Regions from separate parts of the Pan troglodytes genome. Here region 2 is linked to region 1. The links are chromatin contacts, called in public Hi-C maps. All regions are on one chromosome and are shown on one strand. The core of a region is the stretch at or near the end of the contact, and the rest is flanking DNA. Distances in the headings are between cores, read along the strand shown. Region 1 has its middle 19 kb from the start of PLXND1. Region 2 has its middle 38 kb from the start of TRH.

What was found. A called contact is a pair of places that touch in the nucleus more often than the background predicts.
Region 2: a contact with region 1 is called in a Hi-C map of stem cell-derived neural progenitor cells, with 11 times the contacts expected there. The contact joins two enhancer-like sites. A contact is called at or near these places in 4 of 7 Hi-C or Micro-C datasets (blood, induced pluripotent stem cells and stem cell-derived neural progenitor cells).

The regions. Positions count from the first base shown.
Region 1 is chr2:132,866,773-132,873,211 of NHGRI_mPanTro3-v2.0_pri, reverse strand. No RefSeq gene overlaps it. Among named protein-coding and RNA genes, the nearest start is that of PLXND1, 19 kb to the right of the region's middle. Within about 2 kb of position 2,936, at least 17 of the 24 cell types and tissues checked have an H3K27ac peak or open chromatin away from gene starts, as enhancers often do. A contact at or near this core is called in stem cell-derived neural progenitor cells, where this site is marked.
Region 2 is chr2:133,179,066-133,186,021 of NHGRI_mPanTro3-v2.0_pri, reverse strand. No RefSeq gene overlaps it. Among named protein-coding and RNA genes, the nearest start is that of TRH, 38 kb to the left of the region's middle. Within about 2 kb of position 4,696, at least 5 of the 24 cell types and tissues checked have an H3K27ac peak or open chromatin away from gene starts, as enhancers often do. A contact at or near this core is called in stem cell-derived neural progenitor cells, where this site is marked.

The DNA of each region.
Region 1 (6,439 bases), core at 1,687-4,186:
ATTCTTCTAACTGGCCTTTTGTCTGTCTCAGGATGGGGAGTATGTTCCCCAAAGCTGCCTTCTCAAGGAGTTGGTGCCTTTTGGGGAGTCTTGGATGCCCCATTCGAAGACTGTGGTGGGTGAATCAGGAGGTACCCCTTCGCCAAGAGCCTGGGGAAATGGGCCAGGCCAGGGAGGACGGAAGAATGGCTCCATCTCAGAATGCAAGTGCATCCTCTGCCCGCTCCAGCTCCTCCATGTGCCCTGCCCAGATCCTGGCACTTCTCACTGGAGAGGACTCGGGCCCTGCCCGGGGTTATGCAGTTATGAAGGATGAGGCTAGAACCCTTTGCACCCATCTTTTTCAAATTACTTCAGCCAAAGTAAGCTTAGTGAATAAGTTGCAATTAAAATAAAGGTGAACAAGCCTGGTGTGATGGCATGCATAGTCCCAGCTACTCTGCAGACTGAGGGGAGAGGATCCCTTGAGCCCAAAAATTCGAGGCTGCAGTGAGCCATGCTGGTGCCACTGCACTCCAGCCTGGATGACACAGCAAGCCCCTGTCTCAAAACAAACAAACGAAATAAAATAATAAAATGAAAAAGGTGAACAACTAAATGTGATCCTGGCCGGTCGCAGTGGCTCACGCCTGTAATCCCAGCACTTTGGGAGGCCGAGGCGGGCGGATCACGAGGTCAGGAGATCGAGACCAGACTGGCTAACACGGTGAAACCCTGTCTCTACTAAAAATACAAAAAATTAGCCGGGCGCGGTAGCAGGCGCCTGTAGTCCCAGCTACTCGAGAGGCTGAGGCAGGAGAATGGCGTGAACCCGGGAGGCGGAGCTTGCAGTGAGCCGAGATCGCGCCACTGCACTCCAGCCTGGGCGACAGAGCGAGACTCTTCTTAAATAATAATAATAATTAAATTTAAAAATGTGATCCTGGCGTGGCTCCTGGATGGGGATGGGAAGGGGATGTGCTATAAAAGACCTCGTTGCGACATTTGGTGATATTTGAGTAAGGTTGTGCAGATTAAATTATTGTATTATGGTTAAATCACTCGATCTTGAAAACCACTGGGGTTGTGCAATAGAATGTCCTTGTTCTTGGGCAATACACATTGGAGGGCTTAGGGTTCAAGGGCCATCGCGCCTGCCCCTTGCAATGGGGGCTTGAATATGCAAGGGCTGGGGAGCAGAATGTTAAAGCTTGGTGAATCTGCATTAATAAGGGGTGCAGTTCTCGGAACTATTCTCACGGCTTTTCTGTTACTTTGAAATTATTTCAAAACAAAACGTAAGCCTGGTCTCTGTCACCGCTTTGTGGCTGCTTCGAGGAGCGCACCCTCTGTGTCCAAGACCTTAAACTCCCTGCCTGGGGTCTGGGCTCCCGACGTTCCTGCCTACGCCGGTTTGATTGCCCTTCAAGCTTAGGTCCCTCTGCCTCTGCGAACCGCTGCAGGCCCATTTCTTGCACAACCAAAATGAAGTCATACTAATCTTGGCTTGAGAGGAGCCAGAATTTCAGAGCCTCCAACCCTGATGCTTTCTACAACCTGGGAAGCTGAGGCCCGGAGACGGAAGTGACCAAGCGCGACTAGATCTAAAGCCTTCCCGACTTCCATTTTTCTCAGTAGGCAAGTGGTCCAAGCCCCACCATTTCCTTCTTGGATTTGAGTCTCAACTCCAGCCACTCCCCTCAAGTCTGGTCTCCCACTCTCACGCCCCTCCAGCCACTGGCCTCAAAACCACCGAGCACATCCACGCGGCCCTCGCCGACTCCCGCAGGGCTGCCTCCACCCCGCGGCTTCTTGCCGGCGCATAGCCTCCCAGAGCCTCCAATGACCGCCCAAGCGACTGCCCTCCCTCCCTCCTTCGCCTCCCCATCTGTGCAATTGAACATTCATTCATTGCCGCGGACTCGAGGCTGCCCAGTCCTCTTCCGGACGGGGCCCTGAGGACAGGACCTGGCTATCCGGCTTCCCGGTGTGTCCCCAGTGCCTGGCCCAGAGCGGCCAATTTGGCGAGAGCGGGAATCTCTGTCCCTGGTTCCTTTAGTCCCCAGCTTTGCTCCCAAGTGACCATCCGCGAGGCAGCGTCCCCTCCTTGGCATCTGCGGCTTCTGAGACGCTCAAGGGCCCAAGGGGGTGAATGAGGTGTGGGCGACTAACTGTAGCCCTGTCCTCTGGGGGCAGCGTGCTGCGCAAGTGATGCCCGGCCAGGGAACGGGGTGCTGGGGCCGCAGTCACCGCAACTTCTGGGTGGAGCAGCGAGGGCCCGGGGGGCTCGGGGAGCTGGGGGTGTACCCGCAGCCGGGGAAGCGGAGGCACAGGACCTGGGCCCAGGGCTCGGAGCCCTTGCTCCCTCCAAGCGAGGCGGGACGAGCACGGGCTGCGGGACCTCCGCCCCGTGCCCCCGCCCCCCTAGGCCGGCTGGGAGCTGGCCAGGGGCTCAGAGGTCGCACCTCTGGCCGCGGGAGGACGAGGCGGAGCCGGAACGGAAGCGCGGACAATGGGCCCTCCGGGGCCGCTTCCGGCCTCTCTCTGCGGGGCGGGAGCACGGGAGAGCCTGGGGCCTGGCCTGGGCGGGGCTCGGGCGCCCTCCCTGGGTCGCCTTCGCAGCACCCCAGCCTGGGCCCCTCCCACCCCTGCCGGTCTGAAAGCCAGGGACCCGCCCCGCCCCAGCTCTGTCCCCAAGCTAAGAGCCTGGCACAGGCTGGCGAGTATGGAACTGGGTTGTTTTTAAAAACTTTTATTCATTGAGTTATAATTTACATCAGGAGAAGTGGCCAGATCTCAAATGTGAAGTCTGGTAAACTTTGCACGTTTATACCCTGTAAATGCTCTGAACAAGACATGGAACATTCCCAGCAACCAGAAAATTCCCTGGTGGCCCTTCCCAGTCAGTCCCTCCCCCCAGCCCCAGCCCTAGCCCTGGCAACTACCCATCTGTGTACCGTCCTGTGGCCTGGCCTTTTCCAAACAGCATGTACATGGGATCCTGCAGCGTGGAGCCTTTCCAGCCTGGCTTGGAGATGCATCCTTGTGTCGGAGTATCAAGAGGCTGTTCCTTTTCGTTCCATTGTATGGAGGCCTCCATGTGTTTACCTCTTCACCAGCCCAGGGACACTTGGCTTGTTTCCAGATTGCAGCAATTATCAATGGAGCTGTGACAAGCATCTGTACAGGTTTTTATGGACCTGTGTTTTAATTTTATTCCAATATCTAGACGTGGGATTGCCAGGATGCACGTGTCTACATTTGACTTTTTTTTTTTTTTTTTTTTTTTTTTTTTTGAGACAGTCTCACTCTGTCTGTCCCAGGAGTGCAGTGGCGCAATCTCGGCTCACTGCAAGCTCCGCCTCCCGGGTTCATGCCATTCTCCTGCCTCAGCCTCCTGAGTAGCTGGGATTACAGGCGCCTGCCACCGCGCCCGGCTAATTTTTTTTGTATTTTTAGTAGAGACAGGTTTTCACCGTGTTAGCCAGGCTGGTCTCTATCTCCTGACCTCGTGATCCGCCCGCCTCGGCCTCCCAAAGTGCTGGGATTACAGGCGTGAGCCACCGCGTCCAGCCACATTTGACTTTTTTTTGAAGAAACTAGCAAAAGGTTTTACAGAGTGGCTGCACCATTTCACATTTCACCCCTGCCCCTGTCGCTCCACATCCTCACCCACACTTGGTGGTGTCAGTCTTTTCTGTCTCAGCCTTTCAAGTGGGAGTAGGGCTGTCTCAAGACAGGGTTGACTGAGCAAAGAGCGAACTCCCACCCAGCGCCTCCCAGTGGTTTCCTGCCCTTCCCTCATCCTGCTCCCAGATGGAGGTGCAGGCAGTGGTCCCAGCCCCAGCTCCACCCCACGAGTCCCCAGGTGAATGCTCCACCCCACGAGTCCCAGGACTGAGCAGGCACGCACCTTCCTATGCTCAAGTCCTCCTCAGACACTGGAGCAGGGAGGCACTGGCAGAGTCCCCAAGTCCAAAGTGATGGGCTGGGTTTCCACCTGGTCCTACCTGCTTAGCCATCTAGCCTTCTTCCCAAACAAGCAGCCTCTGGAGGAATCACTGGAAGACAGATGGGGAAGGGGGCGGTGAACACAGGTGCTGCGTGGGAAGCCGAGGGGTTGGGTGGCTGCAGCCTGTGCCCCCAGCAGGTAGGCAGGCCTCATGGTTGGACCACCCACATCCACGGGCCCCCCTGGAGGCCCTGCTCTGCCTCTGAGACCCTGTGACCCTGTGTTTTGGGAGATGGGGTGGCAGTACCAAGGTGAGCCTGACTGCCTTCAGCAAACCTTTACTGTGCACCTACTGTGTGCCGGGCCCTGCTGTGGCCCTGGAGACATATCCCCTGCCCTGGTGAAGGTCCATCCAGTGAGAGAGATGGATACTAGCCCTGATTGGCACTTTGGTCAGGGAGGGCCTCTTTGGAGGGGGATATTTGAGCAGAAACCTGAGGGATAAGAAGGCGGCAGCCCTGGGGAGATCTGGAAAGGGCACGACAGGCAGAGGGCACAGCAAAAGCACCGTCCTGGACCAAGCTCAGTGAGGAGGCCAGTGCTGCTGGAGCGGAGAGCCAAAGGGAAGCCTCGATGGTGCCTCTGCCAGGGGTCCCAGCTACTCAGGGGGCTGAGGTTGGAGGATGGCTTGAGCCTAGGAAGTCGAGGCTGCAGTGAGCTGAGATCGCAACACTGCACTCCAGCCTGGGTGACAGAGTCAGACCCTGTCTCAAAAAAAAAAAAGAAGTGGAGCTGAGGATTCAGATATGCAGGAAGTGAGGAAAGATCATGTGAGGACACAGCCAGAAGGCACCATCTGCAAGCCAAGGAGAGAGGCTGCAGCAGACACCAACCCTGCAGACTCCTTGGTCTTGGACTTGGCCTTGCAGCCTCCAGAATAGCGGGAGAGGTCACGGGGCGGGGGGGAGGTTTGCTTGCTAGGCTGCCGTAACAAGAGACCACAGACTGGATCGCTCAACAACAGAAACCTATTTCCTCTCAGTTCTGGAGGGTGCAAGTGGTACAGCCACAGCTCACTGCAGCCTTGACCTCCTGGGCTCAAGCCATCTTCCCACCTCGGTCCTCTAAGTAGCTGAGACTACGGGCAGCAGCCTCCGTGCCCAGCTAACTTTTTGTAGAGATGGGCGGGGGGGGGGGGTCTCACTGTGTTGCCTAGGCTGGTCTCGAACTCCTGGGCTCAAGCGATCCTCCTGCATCAGCCTCCCAAAGTGCTAGGATCACAGGCGTGAGCCACCGCACCTGGCCCTAATCGCCTCATACCATCTCATTTTAACTTAATGAACTCTTTAAAGGCTGTCTCCAGATACAGTCTCATCCTGAGGTATTGGGGGTTTCAACATTTGAATTTGTCGGGGGCACACAGTTTGGACTAAGACAGAAGGAAGAGGAGGCCAGGGCGATTGGGATTGGGGCCTGAGCCCCGGCTGAGTGAAGGATGCCGGAGGAGAGCACCACATCTCCTTCCTCAGCCACTGAGCGCCTACTGTGTGCAGCCCAGCCTCTGGGGGTGAGGAAGGCAAGGCTGGAGGTGAGAACCTGGCTGGGAGAGCTGACTCGGGCCTCCTGCTCCTCCGGCCTTTCCTCCTTCCTCCTTCCTCCCGGTGGGGGAGCCTGACCCCTTGGACAAACATCTTGCGGCTGTTTCCGCCTCGCCAGCCCGGAGCCCCAGCCCAGCCTGAACAAACACTCGGGACTCGTGCTTCCGGCCTTGGCTCTGGGAAAAGCCCAACCAGGAGCTGCTGAGGTCAACCCTGGAGGGAAGTGGAAGGGGGAGGCACCCAGTCCCTACATAGGGGTCAGCTGGGCCTGGCCTGGGGACCCCTTGCTGCTTTTGGAGCCACCAGCACAGTGCTGGGGCTCTAGTATGCCCCATCTGTAAAATGGGCCTAATTACACCCTCTGGAGGACTGTGGGGCAATGGAAAGCCCTGCCTGGGCCTGGCACCAAGGACGGGTGATATGGCCCACAGGGCTGTGAGGGGCTTTGGGGAGTAAGGTTATCTGAGGTCCAGTAGGCACCCCAAGGGACTGTCCCCAGGGCACCTTAGTGCTGGAAGGGGCCAGACTACTCCTTCCCTCCTGTGGCCGTCCTGTTCTCCTTCCCCTTCTCCCTCCTGTCTTCACAGTCCCCATAGTGCTGTCGGCAGAGCCAGCAGATGAGGTGGCGCCATTTTGGGTGCAGTGCTGGGTTATGGCAGGCCCTCGCATCACACCCGGAGTCTCCTTCGTGGATACTGATCTCAGATGGGGATGTGTCGGGTCCCAAGCCCAGGCCCAAGGGAGCCAGCACTGGGCAAGGACAGGAGGAGGGTGGGGCATTGATGGGGGCCACCGTGGGAATGGCTGGCTCCGGGGCATGTGGTTAGCACACAGATGCCTTCATCCCCACCCAGGCTGAGCAGGAGCCGGAAGCTTCTTTCTAGGAAAGGCTGAGGTTGTGGGGCTCATA
Region 2 (6,956 bases), core at 3,447-5,946, 310 kb before region 1:
TACATCACTATGTAGGTCAAACAAAACATATCTGGGGGCTGGGCATGGTGGCTTACGCCTATAATCTCAGCACTTTGGGAGGCCGAGGTGAGCAGATCAACTTGAGTCGAGGAGTTTAAGACCAGCCTGACCAACATGGTAAAACCCCATCACTACTAAAAATAGAAAAAATTAGCTGGGTGTGGTGGAGCATGCCTGTAATCCCAGCTACTTAGGAGATGGAGGCACAAGAATCGTTTGAGCCTGGGAGGCGGAGGTTGCAGTGAGCCAAGATCGCACCACTGCACTCCAGCCTAGGTGACAGAGTAACATCCTGTCTCAAACAAACAAATAAAACACATATGGATGAGATTTGACAGGAAGACAACAATCAGTTTTTTTTATCTTGAGCTAAGTTTCCCATTTTGCAGACAAACTGAGGCCCACAGAGGACAATGAGGCCATTTGGTCACAAGGCCCGCAGGTGACACTGTAGGACTGAACACCCGGTCTCTCCTTGCTCCTGGTGGTTTGCTGGACTCATGGGTGTTTGGTGGAACAGATCCTTCCCTCACATCCCTTGGAAAGAACCGACTCTGCTGACACCTCGATTTTGAGCTTCTGATCCCAGGTGAAGAGAATACATTTTGCTGCTTCAGGCACTCAGTGTGTGGCACTTTGTTACAGAAGTCCAAGGTGCATAATAGCCTGGAAGCTAGGTAGAAATCTGGGATTACTAGACTCTCGGAAGTTTCACATGTGAGAGTGTGGGGAAAGTCGCCCCAGCTTGCAGCCCACCTGCTTTCTCTTCCTGACCCCGGGCTTCATCCTCTACAGCTAAGGTCTTCACACGCTTGCAGATGAACACCCCAACCTGCAGCTGTCCTTGGCCAACCTTCAGATTTAGTAGTACACACGCCAGAGTGATGCAGGTGAACCCCAAAGTTAGGGCTTAGCCTTGGTAGGTTCTTGGCTTCACTCAGGAAAGAATTCAAGAGCCAGCATCAGTGAAAGAAAGCAAGTTTATTAGAGCAGCAGTGTACAGCAAAACGCTTCCCTATAGACAGAGCAGGGCTCTCCCACAGGCAGAGGGGCCCAGAGTAGCACTCGTGCATTGCTGCCTAGCTCTTTTTAGACCCTCTCTTAATTATACACTAAATAAAGGGTAGGTTATTCATGAACTTTCTGGAAAATGGGCGAGGAGTTCCAGGAATCATATAAGGTAACTTCCTGGGTGTTGCCATGCATTTGAAAATTGTCATGGGGCTGGTGGGAGTATCTTATGCAAATGTATTATAATTAGCATATAATGACTAATGAGGGCAACTAGAGGTTGCTTTCATCACCATCCTGGTCCTAGCTGGTTTGCGCCAGTTTCTTTGCTATATCCTGCCTTGATTAGCAGGTCTGTAACTGAGGCTTGGAAAACAAGTCCTGCTGCTCTCCCACCTTGAGAGGATGGTCTGCCCTTAGGAGCGTGGGCTGGGAAAGAGGCCCACACAGGCCCTGGAAATGGGCTTCAGGACACTGGGACATGGGAACAGAGAATCTTCAGGTACTGAATACTCATGGCCTGGTCTAGAAGGGGATGGGATGTGCTCCAAGAAGGGGTGTCCCCTGGGTCCTGCAAATTCCTTGCCCCATGGGAAGAGAAGCAGCTGGAGGGGCTGCCTAAAGCACAGGGGCATTTCTAGGAGCAGGAAAGCAAGAGGTCATCAGGTCAGACTGGCTGAAGGAAGACTGAGGCGGGAGCTGAGAGCAGAGACTTCAACCATGACCATGCCTGGACTCTCCAGAGAAAGCACTGGTGAAATCAAAGACCAACAATGTCAAGTATTGGCAAGACTGTGGAGCAACTGGAACTCTCATTCCCTGATGGAGGGAATGCAAAGTACAAGCTATAGCCACTTTTCCTCGTCATTTTACATGAAGGGCAGACATGCACTTAAGGTAGGACCCAGAAATTCTGCTTCTAGGCAGACTTATGTCCACCAAAGGCTGCCACAGGGAAGTTCATGCAGACATCCTCATAATTGCCAAAAGCCAGAAACAGCCCAATAGCCATCAATGGGTGGCTGAATAAACAAATTGTGATCAATTTACACAATGGCGCATCCATACAATAAAAAGAACAAACTACCTGTGCACACCACAGCATAGATGAATCTCAGAATCATTATACTGAGCAAAAAAAAAAAAAAAAAAAGGCCAGACATAAAATTCTACTAACTGGACGATCCTATTCATGTGAAATTCTAGGAGGGGTTTCATTGGTTTGCAGTAATAAAGGTCAGAACCGTGTTGGGGGAGCGGAGGGACAGTGCTCACCGAGAAGGGGCATGAGGGAGCCTGCTGGGAAACTGGAAGTGTTCTACTTCTTGGTGCAGGAGGGTAGATGCTATTTAAAAACCCTGATGTGGGTGGCACAGGAGGGTAGATGCTATACGCTTCAGATTTTTACACTTTGACTTATATATACATATTTGATATATATGTTTTTGTATATGTATATGTATATACGTGTGTGTGTGTGTGTGTGTGTGTATAATCCCTCTACCCCAAGGCCGGATCAAGACCTCTGCAGGACCTGAGCTGACCAGATTGTGGTGTGCTCCACCCACTCCCCCAGTTATATCTTAAAGTGAAGCCGCCAACTCAGTGAAGAGACGATGAGAACAGGCACCCAGTGAGATGATGGCCTGAGCCTGGGCAGGGGCCTTGGGAACAGGGCAGGCAGCGGGGGCAGGCTGGGAAATATTGATTTAGGAGACAAGATGTGGGGGTGAGTGAGAGAAGAGGGCTGGGGGTGTCACTGAGATGAGGAGCTTGGAGATTCTGGTTGACAGTAAGGGAGGATGAATTCAGGGTGGAACCTGTTGATTCTGAAAGTCTGGGAGGCCATCCAGGTGGAGGTGCTCAGGAGGCAGCTGGTTAGATGGATGGTCTGAAGCCCAGGAGAGGAGGCAGGGATGGGGAGAAAAATCTGAACACCCTGCACCCACCGTTTGCCACCACCATTTGCCACCACCAGGTGTCCATGGGCCAAACTTGGCACACAGATAGGTATCATTTGGTCCTCAAGATGTTTTATAAACCTACACTAGTTCTCAGTGCTTGAAACATTGGAGAATTTCACTAAAAATCCAGATTTCTGGCTTCTCTTAAATAGTCAATTGGGCAGTAATGACATGCTTTCCCACGAGACAAAAACCAGCTGGAGAGCATTAGCCGGGACTTGAGCTCCCAGTAATCCCCAGTCCCCGTACTCTCTGTTGCCTCACAGCCTGCCCACTCCCAACTGTAGGCATTCATTCATGCATTCATTCATTCAACAAATCACTGTCGAGTGTCTACTATGTGCCGGTGAACTGGACAGGGACAATGATCCCTGCCTTCCTAAAGCTCAAATTACGTGAAAGGAGACAAGACAATAAGCAGATAAATAACTAAAATACGCATGTAGCTGAGGGCGGCCAGAGAAAAATCAAGCAGGGGAGGGGCTGGGGTGCCAGGGTGGAGATGAGTATACGGGTTTCAATAGGTGGCCAGGGAAGGCCTCACCAAATCGGGACATTGAGCAAAGGCCTGAAGGAGGGGAGCAGGCGGACTGTGTGGATATTGGGAGGAGAAAGTTCCCAGCAGAGGGAGCAGCCATGCAAGGCCGCAGGGGCACAAGCGCTCACCGGTCAGAGGGGCAGCGAGGAGGCAGCGTCCATCCGGTGAGTGAGGCCCGGAGGAAACTGGGAGGACACGTGGGCCAGGTGTTGAGGGGCTTTGAGGGCTACCTGGCCTTTACTCTGAGGGAGTGAGAGACACAGTTCTGAGCAGAGGCTGGAAGTGACAGAGTTTCACAGGACCTCTCTGGCTACTGTGTGGGGAGTGCAGATAGGGAGACCAGGGAGGAGCATTTTCCCCTTGCTTTAAAAAGAAAAAAACTGGCCAGGCGCAGTGGGTCATGCCTGTAATCTCAGCACATTGGGAGGCCAAGGCGGGCGGATCACGAGGTCAAGAGATCGAGACCATCATGGCCAACACGGTGAAACCCCGTCTCTACTAAAAATATAAAAATTAGCCAGGCGTGGTGGCATGTGCCTGTAGTCCCAGCTACTCGGGAGGCTGAGGCAGGAGAATCACTTGAACCTGGGAAGCGGAGGTTGCAGTGAGCCGAGATTGCGCCACTGCACTCCAGCCTGGCGACAGAACAAGACTCGTCTCAAAAAAAAAAAAAAAAAGAAAGAAAAAGAAAAAGAAAAAAACTGCAGTAAAACATAGGAGGCAGGAGAATAGAGTCTGCAGGCAGGGAACCTAAGGCAGGCAGCCTTATGCCTCACTCCGACTTCCTTGAACTAACTTGAAAGGAAAACCCTAACTTTCCATGCCTAAGTAAAAAACGACCAGAGGCTACTCCCTTTGCAAACCCCCAGCCTTTTCTGGACAGCAGATGGGAAATTGGCTGTCCACAACCAATCAGACTGATTGCCTGTTGAGTCTTCCTTCGCAACTTTGTAACTTCACTCCAGCCTCTGAATGGTTGCTGTCCACAACCAATCAGACTGATTGCAGCTGAGTCTTCTTTTGCATAGAAGTATAACTTTGTAACTTCACCCTAGCCTCTGATTGGTTGCAAAAAGCAACCTGACTGATCACGGGCTACCACTTCATTTACATGAGGTAAGCATGAAGTGCCCAGGGGGAAACTTCTAGAGGGTATTTTGACCCAAGAAGATTCTGTATGGCTGGCCCTTGAGTCGCTGCTCCTGCCGCTCCCACGCTGTGGAGTGTACTTTCGTTTTCAATAAATCCCTGCTTTTGTTCTTTTGTTGCTTCATTTTCTCTGCTTTGCTGGGCGTTTTGTTCAATTCTTTGTTCAAAACACCAAGAACCTGGACAATTGGCAGTCACGACCCTTTACCAGTGACACATATATAACATAAAATGTATTGTTTTAGCCATTTTAAGTGTTCAATTCAGCGGCGTTAAGTACATCCACAATGTCATATAGTCATCACTACTCTATATTTCCATAATGTTTTATCACCCCAAACAAAAACTCTGAACCCATTAAGCAATAACACCCCATTCTCCCTTCCCCCCTGCAGTCCTTGGTAACCTCTAATTTACTTCCTGTACTGATGAATTTGCCTGTTCAAGACGTTTGATATAGGCTGGGCATGGTGGCTCACGCCTATAATCCCAGCACTTTGGGAGGCTGAAGTGGGCGGATCACTTGAGGTCACGAGTTCGAGACCAGCCTGGCCAACATGGCGAAACCTCGTCTCTACTAAAAATATAAAGATTAGCCAGGCAATTAGCCGGGCATGGTGGCAGGCACCTGTAATCCCAGCTACTCGGGAGGCTGAGGCAGGAGAATCACTTGAACCCGGGAGGCAGAGGTTGCAGTGAGCCAAGATCACGTAATTGCACTCCAGCCTGGGTTGCAAGAGTGAAACTCCACCTCCAAAAAAAAAAAAAAAAAAAGATGTTTGATATAAGTGGGAATCATACAACATTTGGCCTTTTGTATCTGGCTTATTCCACTAAACACAATGTTTTCAAGGTTCCTCCATGTTGATGGATGTATCAGTACTCATTCCTTTATTCCTTCTGATGGCTGAATAGTATTTCATTACATAGATATATTGCATTTCATCATCAGGTTCTCATGGTGAACCACTCATCTGTTGATAGCCATTTGGGTTATATCTAACTTTTGACTATTGTGAATACTGATATGAACATGGTTGTATAAGTATGTGTTTGATTCTCTACTTTCAGTTCTTTTGGGTATATACCCAGAAGTAGAATTCCTGGATCATATGGTAATTCTATGTTTAACTTTTCTTTCTTTCTTTTTTTTAGATACAGGGTCTCACTCTGTCACCCAGGCTGGAGTACAGTGGCACAATCACGGCTCACTGCAGCCTCAACCTCACAGGCTCAAGTGATACACTCACCTCAGCCTCCTGAGTAGCTGAGACTGCAGGCATGCACCACCATGCCCAGCTAATTTTTTCAATTTTTTGTAGAGGTGGGGCCTCTCCGTGTTGCCCAGGCTGGTCTCAAACTCATAGGCTTAAGTGATCTTCCTGTCTTGGCCTCCTAAAATGCTGGGAATACGGGCATAAGCCGCTGCACCCAGCCTATGTTTAACTTTTTCAGAAATCACCATACTGTTTTCACAGCAGCTGCACCATTTTATGTTCCTACCAACAATGTATAAGCGTTCCAATTTCTCCACATCCTTACCACCACTTGTTATGTTTCATTTTTAAAATAAAAGCTGTGCTAATGGGTGTGAAAGGGTATCTCACTGCAGTTCTCATTCGCATGGCCCTAATGACTAATGATGTTGAGCGTCTTTTCCTGTGTTTGTTGTCCATTTGTGTATCTTCTTTGGAGAAATGTCTAGGGAGGAATCTTTTCCAATTGAGAGATGATGTTGGCTCACACCAGAGTAAGAGCAGAGAAAGTGGTGTGAAGTGGTCAGGCTCTAGGCATGTCTTTGGAGGATGGAGCAGACAGGGTTTGCTGATGGACTAAACGTAGGGTATAGGATAAATAAAGATGACTCCAGCATTTCAGGACTGAGAAATCACTGAGATGGAAGGCTTCAGGGTAAGCACGCTTGTGGGGAGGAAGAGGAGTTAGGTAGGATTCTGAGACCCCTGCAACTTGAGGATTGAAACCCTAGGAGGAATTTAATGCTTCAAGAAAGTGAACAGTGGGAGAAGAGAGGTTTCCTATCATTTACCACCAAGTTGTCTATGAGAACCTTCTAGGGTCACTTTTTCACTTTAGCAATTCCTGGTCACCTGGAGTCATGGGCCCGGCTAGACTCCCCAATCTCATTCCTAGTTTGAGACCTTAGAGGTGGGAAATGTTCCTCAGGCTGCAGATCTAATTATGGCCTGCAGGTGGCACTGCAGAGCCAGAAATAACCAGGGCCCTGCAATGGTGGACTACGGACCCGGGACCAA